Regions from separate parts of the Rattus norvegicus genome. Here region 2 is linked to region 1. Evidence: chromatin contacts called from public Hi-C data. All regions are on one chromosome and are shown on one strand. The core of a region is the stretch at or near the end of the contact, and the rest is flanking DNA. Distances in the headings are between cores, read along the strand shown.

Region 1 (4,754 bases), core at 1,690-4,189:
TGCATGCAGTACCTGCTAAGGCCAGGAGGGCCCTGGATCCCTTGGAACTGGAGTTACAGACTGTCAGGAAACACATGTGAGTGCTGGAAATCAATGAACCTAGATCCTCTGGAAGAACAGCTCTTAGCCGCTGAGCCATCCCTTCAGCCCCGAATTTTTAAAAACATCTGATAAGTACCTGTGTGTGCCCCCAAGTACATTTAAGTGCACTGTGTGTATACAGTACCCACAAAAGCCAGAAGAGGAGAGAAGATCCCTTGGAGCTGGAGGTACAGGATATAGTGAGCCTCCTGACGTGAATGCTGGGAACTAAATTCAGACCTTCTGGAAGGGAAGGAAGCATTCTCTGAACCATACCTCTAGTCCTAATTCAATCGCTAGTTCTCAAAAAAGGAAAAAAAGAGAAAAAAAATCAGCTGTGGAGCGCTGAGCAGCCGCTCACGGGCAAGACCTCACTCAGAACGCTGCAGGCATCGTCAGCCTCACACTCGGTACCTTGAGGCTGACATCAGTCCAGTAGATGTGGTTGTTGGACACATCAAAGTCCAGTGCAGAGGCCTCCTTGACACCGGTGAGCGGGATGGCCACGTCATTGTTGTTAGTCTCCAGGGAGATCCTGTGGATGGTGGCTCTGCTGGTGAACACCAGGAAGGCTTCAGGGATTATACAGGTCTTCATGTCACTCAGCAGCTCCAGGCCTATGGGGCAACCGCACTTGGTGGCGTGTGGGGTGAAGAAGCACAGATGGCTGCACCCTCCATTTCCATCCGCACACGGGTTGGTTCCTGTGAGGCAAATACACAGCTCTGAATGACAGCAGTCTGTCAGTGGGGAGGAGCACCAGCTCACAGTTCTGTGTGGCTGTATTCCTGCCATCCACCGAAAGGGAACCTGGGAAGGAGGCCTGAAAGAAAGCCCGCATCAGGGCAGCCAAAGCCTTCTCTACTACGGTCAATTAGCAGTGACAATACAACAGGTCCTACCACTGCCAGGCCCTGGTCCCAGAGTATCACATCTGTTAATAGGAGACAGAAGGCTTCGAGGGACCATCATCTGCACAAGGGATGGCCCAGCCTGAGCTACATCTAGTCCATCAAGCAATGGTGCCATAACTCAACGACTAGCCAGCTGCTCCTCCTCAACGCCTAACCTATGACATGGACTCTTGCTGTTCCCTAATTCACTGACTCCCTTAGCAACCTATAAAACTCAGGTTTGCCATGGCCAGCCAATGGCATCTCTGTCTGCTTAGAGCACTCAGAAGGTATCATTCATTTCTTTGGGCCCGCCTGTTACCTCACTCTGCTTCCGAATTGCAGCTAGCAGCAACTTACTTGGCGCCTCAGGCAGGATTGCTTTGCTCATCTGCTGCCTAAAGGACGAAGGTGGGCCTGGCCTTCTGTGTCCTGTGTATGACAGGGGTACCTTCACAGGTGGCTGGTGAAATGAGACTGCCAGCCCTGCAGGTGGCCATGTGGCCTACCACAGTGACAGGAGACACTAAGCCACACCTATGGTCACCCATGCTGCCCCCCTGCTGGGCCTTTGTTCAGCTGTCTCTCTTCTGCCAGGCGCACTCTGCCTGATCCTGCAGATCCAAGCTCAACTCCCTGCCTCCTACTGGTCAAGCTGGGCACCTCAGTCACATTTACTGTGTGTGCATGTATACAATATGTATGAGTACATGTATTTGTACTCATGTGTATGTGTGTGTGTATTGGTATATATGGGTGTGTGTACATGTGTGTGTGTGCATATGAATGTAATCTTTATGGGTGTGCATGTGCCTGCATGCTTGTGTGCCTACATATGTGTGTATGTGTGACATGCATACACACATAAATGCACATGTTATGGCACATATGTGAAGGTAAGAGGACAACTTTTAGGAATTGGTGTCTTCTTCCACCGTGTGGGAACTGCACACTGAACTCGGCATATCAGACTTGGCTGTCAGCACCTCCACTCACTGAACCATCTCAGCAGCTCAAAGATTTGGTTGATTTTTTAGTTTGTTTTCTTGTTTCATTGTGTGTGTGTGTGTGTGTGTGTGTGTGTGTGTGTGTGTGTGTGTTATATCACATGTGTGTAAATGCTGGAGGTCAGAAGAGGACATTGAGGCCCCTGGAGCTGAAGTTACAGGTGGTTGGGTTGGGAGCAGAGCCTGGGTCCTCACTCTGAGCTCCTGAGCCACCTCTCCAGCCTGAGGCAGCTCTCTAACATCGCACCTACATCTGACTCTGCACAAGCGGCCCAAACCCTGCAGGCTCTTCTTGCATTTATTTACTAGGCACAGCCTGAGACATGTAGGCCTGGCCCAGGCATGGGAGCGGCAGATGGGAACAGTGCCCATGCTTTGTGGAGCCGTCCACGTAGAACTTATGGTCTGAGTGTAACTTACAGACCTGCGTTCCGGAGCCCTCAGAAAGTACACTCTTTCCATCCTGCCTTTCAGATAAAAAGTCTGTGTTTGAGAGTCACAGCCAGGCTCAGCCACAAAGGCAAGGCAGATGCAACAAGTCCCACATGTTCCTCACATGGCCTTCTCCCTCCATCCCCGGTGTTCATGGGGTGGAACTAGGCTTAACACACAGCTGGCCTTAGGCACTGAAGCTCTGACCAAATCCTGACATACAGCAAGAAGTCACAGTCAGCCACAGTCACTCCCAACACACTTGACCACTATCTAACCTTTATCCCTGGGCAACATGCCACCCCCATTCCCACCTATCTTTAGCCAGACATAGTCACCATTTCATGTCTTGTCCATTCTCAGAGTGGGATACCCTTCTAGACACCAAGCCCAGATCTGAACCTGTCACTTTCCTGGTACCAATTGGCCAAGCAGAGCTACGGCTCGGAGCTTCAGGACTCACCGACAACCTTGGCCACGTTCACTGCTTTGAGTCCCATCAGGTCGGGGAGTTGATCGATGATGACATCCCGGCTGGCCTTGACCTTGTGTACCCTCTCAATACTGCGTCGCTGCCAATCTGTCCAGTAGATGAAGTCCCCAAGCAGAGTGAACCCAAAAATGTGCGGGAGCTTGTCCTCTAGCAGGGTCTGCCGCTTTGTCCCGTCTATGTTGATCACCTGTGAGTTGGCAGAAACAGGAGATTGGATAGCAGAGGCTGCACCAACCAAGAACAACCTGGGGCCTGCCTCGGGCTTGTGCTGGCCCAGAGCCTCCACCTCATCAGCCCCTAACCAGGTGCCATGAAAAGCCAGGTGTTACTGAACAAATGACCCGTGCTTGGCTGATGGAGGGGAGGCTGCTCCTACAGCCTCTGTAGCCTTGGTGTGTACACTGTGAACAGGCAGAGTCCTCTCTCCCTGAGTGCTACTGAGGCATGTGTGGGGGTCTGGAGTGCCAATGAGGGGGACACAGAACAGTGTGAGCACTGTGAGAAGGCTTCCTGAGATCCATTAGCAATGTCTGCTAAGGCACTGGGGTGGGCATACAACACAGTTTCAAAGGGCGAGGTCAAAGCACAATCTGGGTAGGTTTGTCCCTTCTGGGCACCTCTAGTTAAAAATGGAGCCCCACAGGCCTGTGGTACTTTTTCCTTCCCTGTCCATGCTGGCACAAAGGCTATGCCGATGAAAACAAACATGTAGGCTGGGGGTGTGGCTCGGCTGGGACAGTGCACACCTGGCATGATCCCAAGCACCAAAGAGCATGGTTTGGTAGAGCATTTAGACGATCCTAGCACTCAGGAGGTGGAAGAAAGGTAAGGGGTCAAGATCACCCTTAGCTACACAGTCATTTCAGGACCAGCATAAGTGTTCTCATTTTGTTGGGATTTTGTTTTTTTTTTTTAATTTTTTAAAAATTTATTTTATGTATATGAGTACTCTATCTGCGTATATATCCCATGTGCCAGAAGAGGGCATCAGATCCCATTACAGATGGTTGTGAGCCACCATGCGGTTGCTGGGACTTGAACTCAGGACCTCTGGAAGAGCAGCCTGCTGAACCATCTCTCCAGCCCCTTGTTGTTTTTTAAAACCACAGGATGAGTGAGTGGGACTCTGGTGACCCATGAAGATCAGCTGTGGCAATGGCAGGGGAAAGGAAGAGAACCAGGTAATTACAATCAAGCCTTGGCTGACCTCTTGAGCAAGGCTTCTTGTTCATCAGGAGAACAGACGGCAGAAACTTCAAGGCAGGCCTAGCACTGAATGTTGAACCAACCACAATGGTTCACAGCAAGAGGTGAAACATAGCAGGGAAGACAGTGCAGTTCCGCTGCTGTCCACCAGGGGTCGCCCTCACCCTACCCCATGAGCCTTTAATGAGTGTCTTAGAATGAGTCCTTGCAACCCAAGGGCCTCAGTCTCCTCCTGATCAGAAGACCAAACTAATCAGTAGGTAATCCACACTAGAAATATAATAAAACAAAGGACCAAAGTTGGGCTCCAATCTAAAGCCATTCAGACAGAGTTGGAGGCCATCGGAGCTGCTGAGAACCAGGTAGGGGCAGGTGCTTGGGGAAGTGGGGGTGTGGGGGTGGGTGTCTCGGCTGGAGGCTGCAGCTAGGGCTGAGCTAGCTGGCTCAATGGAGTTAAGTGAGCAGCAGAGGGCAGTAAAAGACAGCTTCAGTTCACACAGCCCAGAGTCCATTCTTCTTTGTTTTGTTTTTCAAGACAGGGTTTCTCTGTGTAACCTTGGCCGCCCTGGAACTCCCTCTGTAGACCAGGCAGGCCTCAAACTCAGAGGTCTGCCTACCTCTGCCTCCTGAAGGCATGCACCA
Region 2 (4,754 bases), core at 632-3,131, 150 kb after region 1:
TTCATATACTCATGTCAGGTATTGACAACTGCCTGTTAACTCCAGCTCCAGGGCATCTGACACCTTCCTTTGGCCTCCGATGGCACACACTCATAGGCACACACCCACAGAAGTGCACATAATTAATAATACATCTTTTTTTTAGAAAGAGCAAAGACTTAAACTAAATGTTGTTTTGTCTCACTGTGTGAAGAGCCATCCAGAAGGCAGACACCTAATATTAACATCAGGGTCTCAGATTTGCCAAACTCCAGAACTGGGAGTCTAATATTAAACTCCTATTCTTGTCAATGACATAGCTGCTTAGCCACAGGTATTTTCTTACAGCAATAGAAGAAGAATGGAGTGTGGGTTTTTAAAAAAAGTATCTTATTGAGAGTAAATTAGCAAATAATGTAAAATTTAGTGTGACAGATACAAAGAATTCAAACAGCTTCAGAAGGTCCGTGGTTAATGAAGGTGGTAAAAGATGCTGTGTGAGAATCTTTCAGTGAAGTCTTTCAGCCGCGGGGTGTCTGACTATTCCAGGTGAATGCTCTGAACAAAACTCCTATGTTGTACATTTGTTCCAAGCTCATCGGTGTGAAAAAGACACGTCACCATCTGAATAACCTCGAACCCCTGGAGCAGGGAGAGGGGTCAATGAGCTCATCCCTGAAGCAAGTCTGAATGATTAAAGAGCCTCCCCTGCATCCCTTCCAGGAGTCAGAAGTGAACATGAGCCTGTTCTCTCTGTGGCGCTCCTCGGGCAGCTGTGCAGGCTCACAGGCAGCAATTTAACAAGCCCTTCTCCCTTCGCGGAGAAAAGTAAGGGCTCGAAGAGTATTGGCTAGTGGGCAGGATGGCGAGCCTGCTAAGGTAGAAGTAGAGAGGTAAGGATGCTGGGCCACTGCAGTCACAAGGGAGGGTGGAAAGTGTGCGGGGCCGAGTTACAGAGAGGGAGAGGGCAGTCCAGGGGCCTGGCGGTGCCCATATCCAAGACCAGGAAGGCAGCCAGCCGCCCAGCGGGTTCCCAGAATGCCCAAACCCATCTCCACGTCCCACCAGTTTCAGAGAGCTGCTTGCAGCAGAGCAGTCTTGTATTTGTTGGGGGAGGAGGCTGGAGAGGTGCATGCAAGAGTCCAGACACCCAAACTGCGTTACAAGTAGACGTTGAGGAGTAAATCATCCAACCTGAGATCCCAGGCTTAGCCCCAGGTGCAGGGACTCCAAAGGAGTACAGAGTCCCAGTATTAGTTGGACTCCGCTGAGCCATCCTCTAGAAAGTGCCTACTGTGCTAGGGTATGTGAGAGTGCAGGGTGGTAGTGGTGTTTGTAGGGAACCAAGGCAGGCTGGGGCTCTCCTGGAATGGTCCCTCGACTGCTTTCCCTGTCCCATGTGTGGCTGGAGTTGCATTCTTTTTTTCCTTACATTGCCTGAACACTTTTGTACTTTTCCTTAACACCCTCCACCTCAGGCAGGTGCTTACTTCTGTATGGATGTGACAACCTCAAATGTCTCCTTCAGGTCCCAACCACCTGCTTTACTTTAAAGCCTTTGTTTTTCATTGAGTAGTGTACAAGAGGTTCTGGCTCCAGCCCTGAGTGGTTGAAAAGTCACCTAACCAGTCCGTGCCTCAATGTCCCTATGTGTAAATTGGGACCCACAATGCTTTCGACCTCTGGGGATTACCCTGAGGGACAAATAAGGCGGTATACCAGATCGCTATGAACGATGCCTGGTTAGGGGTTCAGGATGTGACCCTAGTTATTGTTGTGCGGCACCCCTTATCCGACTGAAAGATCCAAGGGGTGGGGCTTCGCCATACCCCAGGCGTGGGTGCAAGCCACTCCGGATCTTCCGCCCCAAGCTCCCGGAGGACCAAACCGCCTTTCTCGCACCGGTTGAGCCCGAAGAGAGTAAAGAGTGGCCAAGTCGTGGAGAGGTTGTCACTCAGTAGGTGCTCAAGGAGCGGCCGGTGGCAGCACGGGGGACCCAACGCACGTTCCCTCCCCACCTCCCGAGTGGTAACGCTCCGGTGGCCCACATGGTTTTGAAGGGTGTTTCTGCTTCCAACGACACCCATCCCCACAACAAAGAAACTCGCCATCCCAAGCCGCCTCCCCTCGGTGCACCCCGGAGGCACAGCGGGACCGAATCGCCGTGCGCCCGCAGCTGCCCTCCCCCGAAATCGCAGATGGGGAGCTGTCCCTGGTAGGTGCAGGTGCGCGAGGGACGGGGGCGGGGGCCAACCCCGCGGGGCAGCGAGCGGCCGGCAATCTAGGTGGCGCCCGCCGGGCGCGCGGCGACGCCGCCTCCACCGAGATTTAAAGGGCAGCCGGGCGGAGGGATCTTCGAACAACGCTCGGTGCGATCCCTCCGCCTCGAGGCTCAGCGACGGCAACGACGCGGCTTCTTTGGAAAAATCGCCCTTGTGCCTCCGCCGTCGGGTGCCGCGGCGGAGAACTTCATTTTTTCTGGTGTCTCTCCGCCTCTTCCCGCAGAATTCCGTCGAAGCCTTCACGGCCACTAGCGCGGGGCAAAGGAACGCGCACGCTCGGTGTCGGCGTGGTGTCCCTCCGCCGTCATCCGTGGACTCATTTTCGTGTCCTTCCACCGAGCCCGGGCGGTGTCCGGGTGGCTCACCGGGGGCGGCGACGCGTCTGCGGCGCGGCAGCGAGGCACGGGGGCTATGAGGTGAGGACGCCCGGGGACCGGAGGCGGCACCCGGCGCTGCGCGAGAACGCAGGACGCGAAGCCCCGAAGCCGGCGGATGCCCCCCAGATCCCGCGACTGCGCGCGAGGTGGAGGTGAGGCCCGAGGTCTGTGAGGCGGGGGTGGCCCAGCGCTGCGAGCTAGGGCTCGGGGACAGGGGCTGGGCGCGGGCCGCGGTGGCGGCTGTGGCGGCAGTGTTGGGGGGGCCCTCGGCGGACGCGGACTCCTTTATTTCCCCCCTCCCGTCAGCGGAGGCAGCGGGCGGTGCTACGTCCATGCCGCCATATTGGATTTTACTCTCCAATTTTTTCTGAGGAAATATTTTTTGGTGATTAATTTTTTGGAGGGACGAAAAAGTGTAGTCAAGCTCCTCGGAAGCTCGGTAGAAGAGCTCTTGGATGGGCCCGGTGCTGGAAGACGGGCCGTGCTGGCGGTGAGCCGCGGAGGACGTACGTGCGTGCGTGCGGGAACCGGGCCGCGGGGCGGGGCTGCGGGGCCGGGACGACCGGGCGAGCGCGGCCTGCAGTGGTGGAGGCGGCCGGAAGGGAGCAGTAGCGGTCGGCGAGGGCCGGGTCGCGGCCGCACGAGGGGAGCTGCTCGGCCGCTCGGGATTGGGGGACTGTGTTTTTCCTCTTCTCCAATGGGCGGCTGTCGAGCGTCTCGCCCAATCTGCTCGCGCTGGCGCGCCGAACTTTCGGTTGTTTTTGTTTTGGCCCGAGCCTCGTTTCCTGTCGCTCCAGGCTCAGCCTGTCGCTCTTCAGTTCGCTCCCTCCCCTCTTCGTGCTGTCCCGCGGCGTCGCGGGGGGTGAGGGGGACCAAGCTCGAGCGGAGCGCTGTGGTACTGGGGTCTCTCGATCTGTCATCCGCTCATTCGGCCGGAGTGCGAGGAGGAGACGTGAAGTTCATCTTGAACTTTCTGACGGCGTTCACTCTTGAGAGAGTTCCCTCCAGAGGAGCAGACAAGATGAACCACCTGAATTGATGATTTTTTTTTTAAAAAACCTGCCTTCTAAACTTAAAACTATTTAACACAGAGAGGCCTGTGAGGTTGGGAGACTGCGGAGTGGATGGATTCCTTAGAGGAACTCGCTTCTCCCTGTAATTTTTCCCGGGTCCTTTTTTTTTTTTTTTTTTTTTTTTAAATTGACAGCAACGCCAGCCAGTTTGGGTAATTAGTAGACAAAACATAAGCCCTTTCAGAGGCGAGGAGGAAGTTACTTGTTGCCTGAAAAGATCTCGGATTTTGCGCATGAAGTCCATGCCTTAAGAGTGAATTGTCAAAGACATGTTTACTGTGTAGATGCAGTTTTGACCTCACTAGAAGCTCGCTCTTGGATTAAAGTGTGCAAATGTTTAGATGTCGTATGTGGGAAAACAATAGTTTTTGAGTCTAGCCTCTTGACATCGTACATTCTACTCCTCCCAAGCCCACACTAGTTTCCCATACCTGGTGCCTTTTGGCCGTCCAGTCTCCGGCGATCCCACACCCTTTCTTCTGTCCCAGAATACAGAAAATCCCCAAGAGAGTGTAGCTTGCTGCTGGCACGGTCTTTTGAACAAGCATCCTGGCTGGCCCTCAACAGAAAGCAGGATTCCTCTGTTCCCTGAACGTCTTTGTACATACATTGGTTTTCTTGTGAGCCTGTTGAGTCTTGTACTAAGATTTATTTGGTCCACTTTAGCACAGGTGTTCAGCAGTCACTTCATGAAAGAGATAATTTGTTAATTTCTAGCTTGTCAAGCTTCTTTGTAGTTTTAAAAAATGTATCCAGTCAGTGTCATTGAAAGTTTTTTAAAAATTGTTATAAAAGAGAAAAAGAAAAGAAGCAGAACTCTTACCTTTAGAGAACTTATGCTTCAAGAGGACAGTAGGCCCCCGTTCTTTCCCTGTGATTGAAACCTAACTCTTTCAAGTACCATTTCCAAGGACTTTCCTTTTTCTCCCAAGTGCTCTTTTGAATGTGTTTTAACTCACTGTGGTGACACTGGGCTACTACTACTCTGAGCTCTCCATACTTGTAGAAGACACCAGTGGACAGTGCCTAGGAAGGCTGGGCTG

What was found. Hi-C and Micro-C count contacts between places; a contact is called where the count stands out from the background.
Region 2: a contact with region 1 is called in a Hi-C map of liver, with 2.9 times the contacts expected there. The contact joins the promoter of Kmt5b here to the enhancer-like site in region 1. A contact is called at or near these places in 6 of 12 Hi-C or Micro-C datasets (the A7r5 cell line, Schwann cells, frontal cortex and 2 more) and 1 of 1 datasets of contacts at active chromatin or transcription factors (oligodendrocytes).

Annotation. Positions count from the first base shown.
Region 1 is chr1:210,281,597-210,286,350 of GRCr8, forward strand. Lrp5 (LDL receptor related protein 5) reads right to left here. Exons shown (of 23, transcript NM_001106321.2): 8 at 2,877-3,093; 9 at 496-785. Among named protein-coding and RNA genes, the nearest start is that of Ppp6r3, 47 kb to the left of the region's middle. Within about 2 kb of position 2,940, at least 2 of the 93 cell types and tissues checked have an H3K27ac peak or open chromatin away from gene starts, as enhancers often do. A contact at or near this core is called in liver, where this site is marked.
Region 2 is chr1:210,427,791-210,432,544 of GRCr8, forward strand. It overlaps Kmt5b (lysine methyltransferase 5B), which reads left to right and starts at 1,882. Exons shown (of 12, transcript NM_001108512.2): 1 at 1,882-2,194; 2 at 2,485-2,790.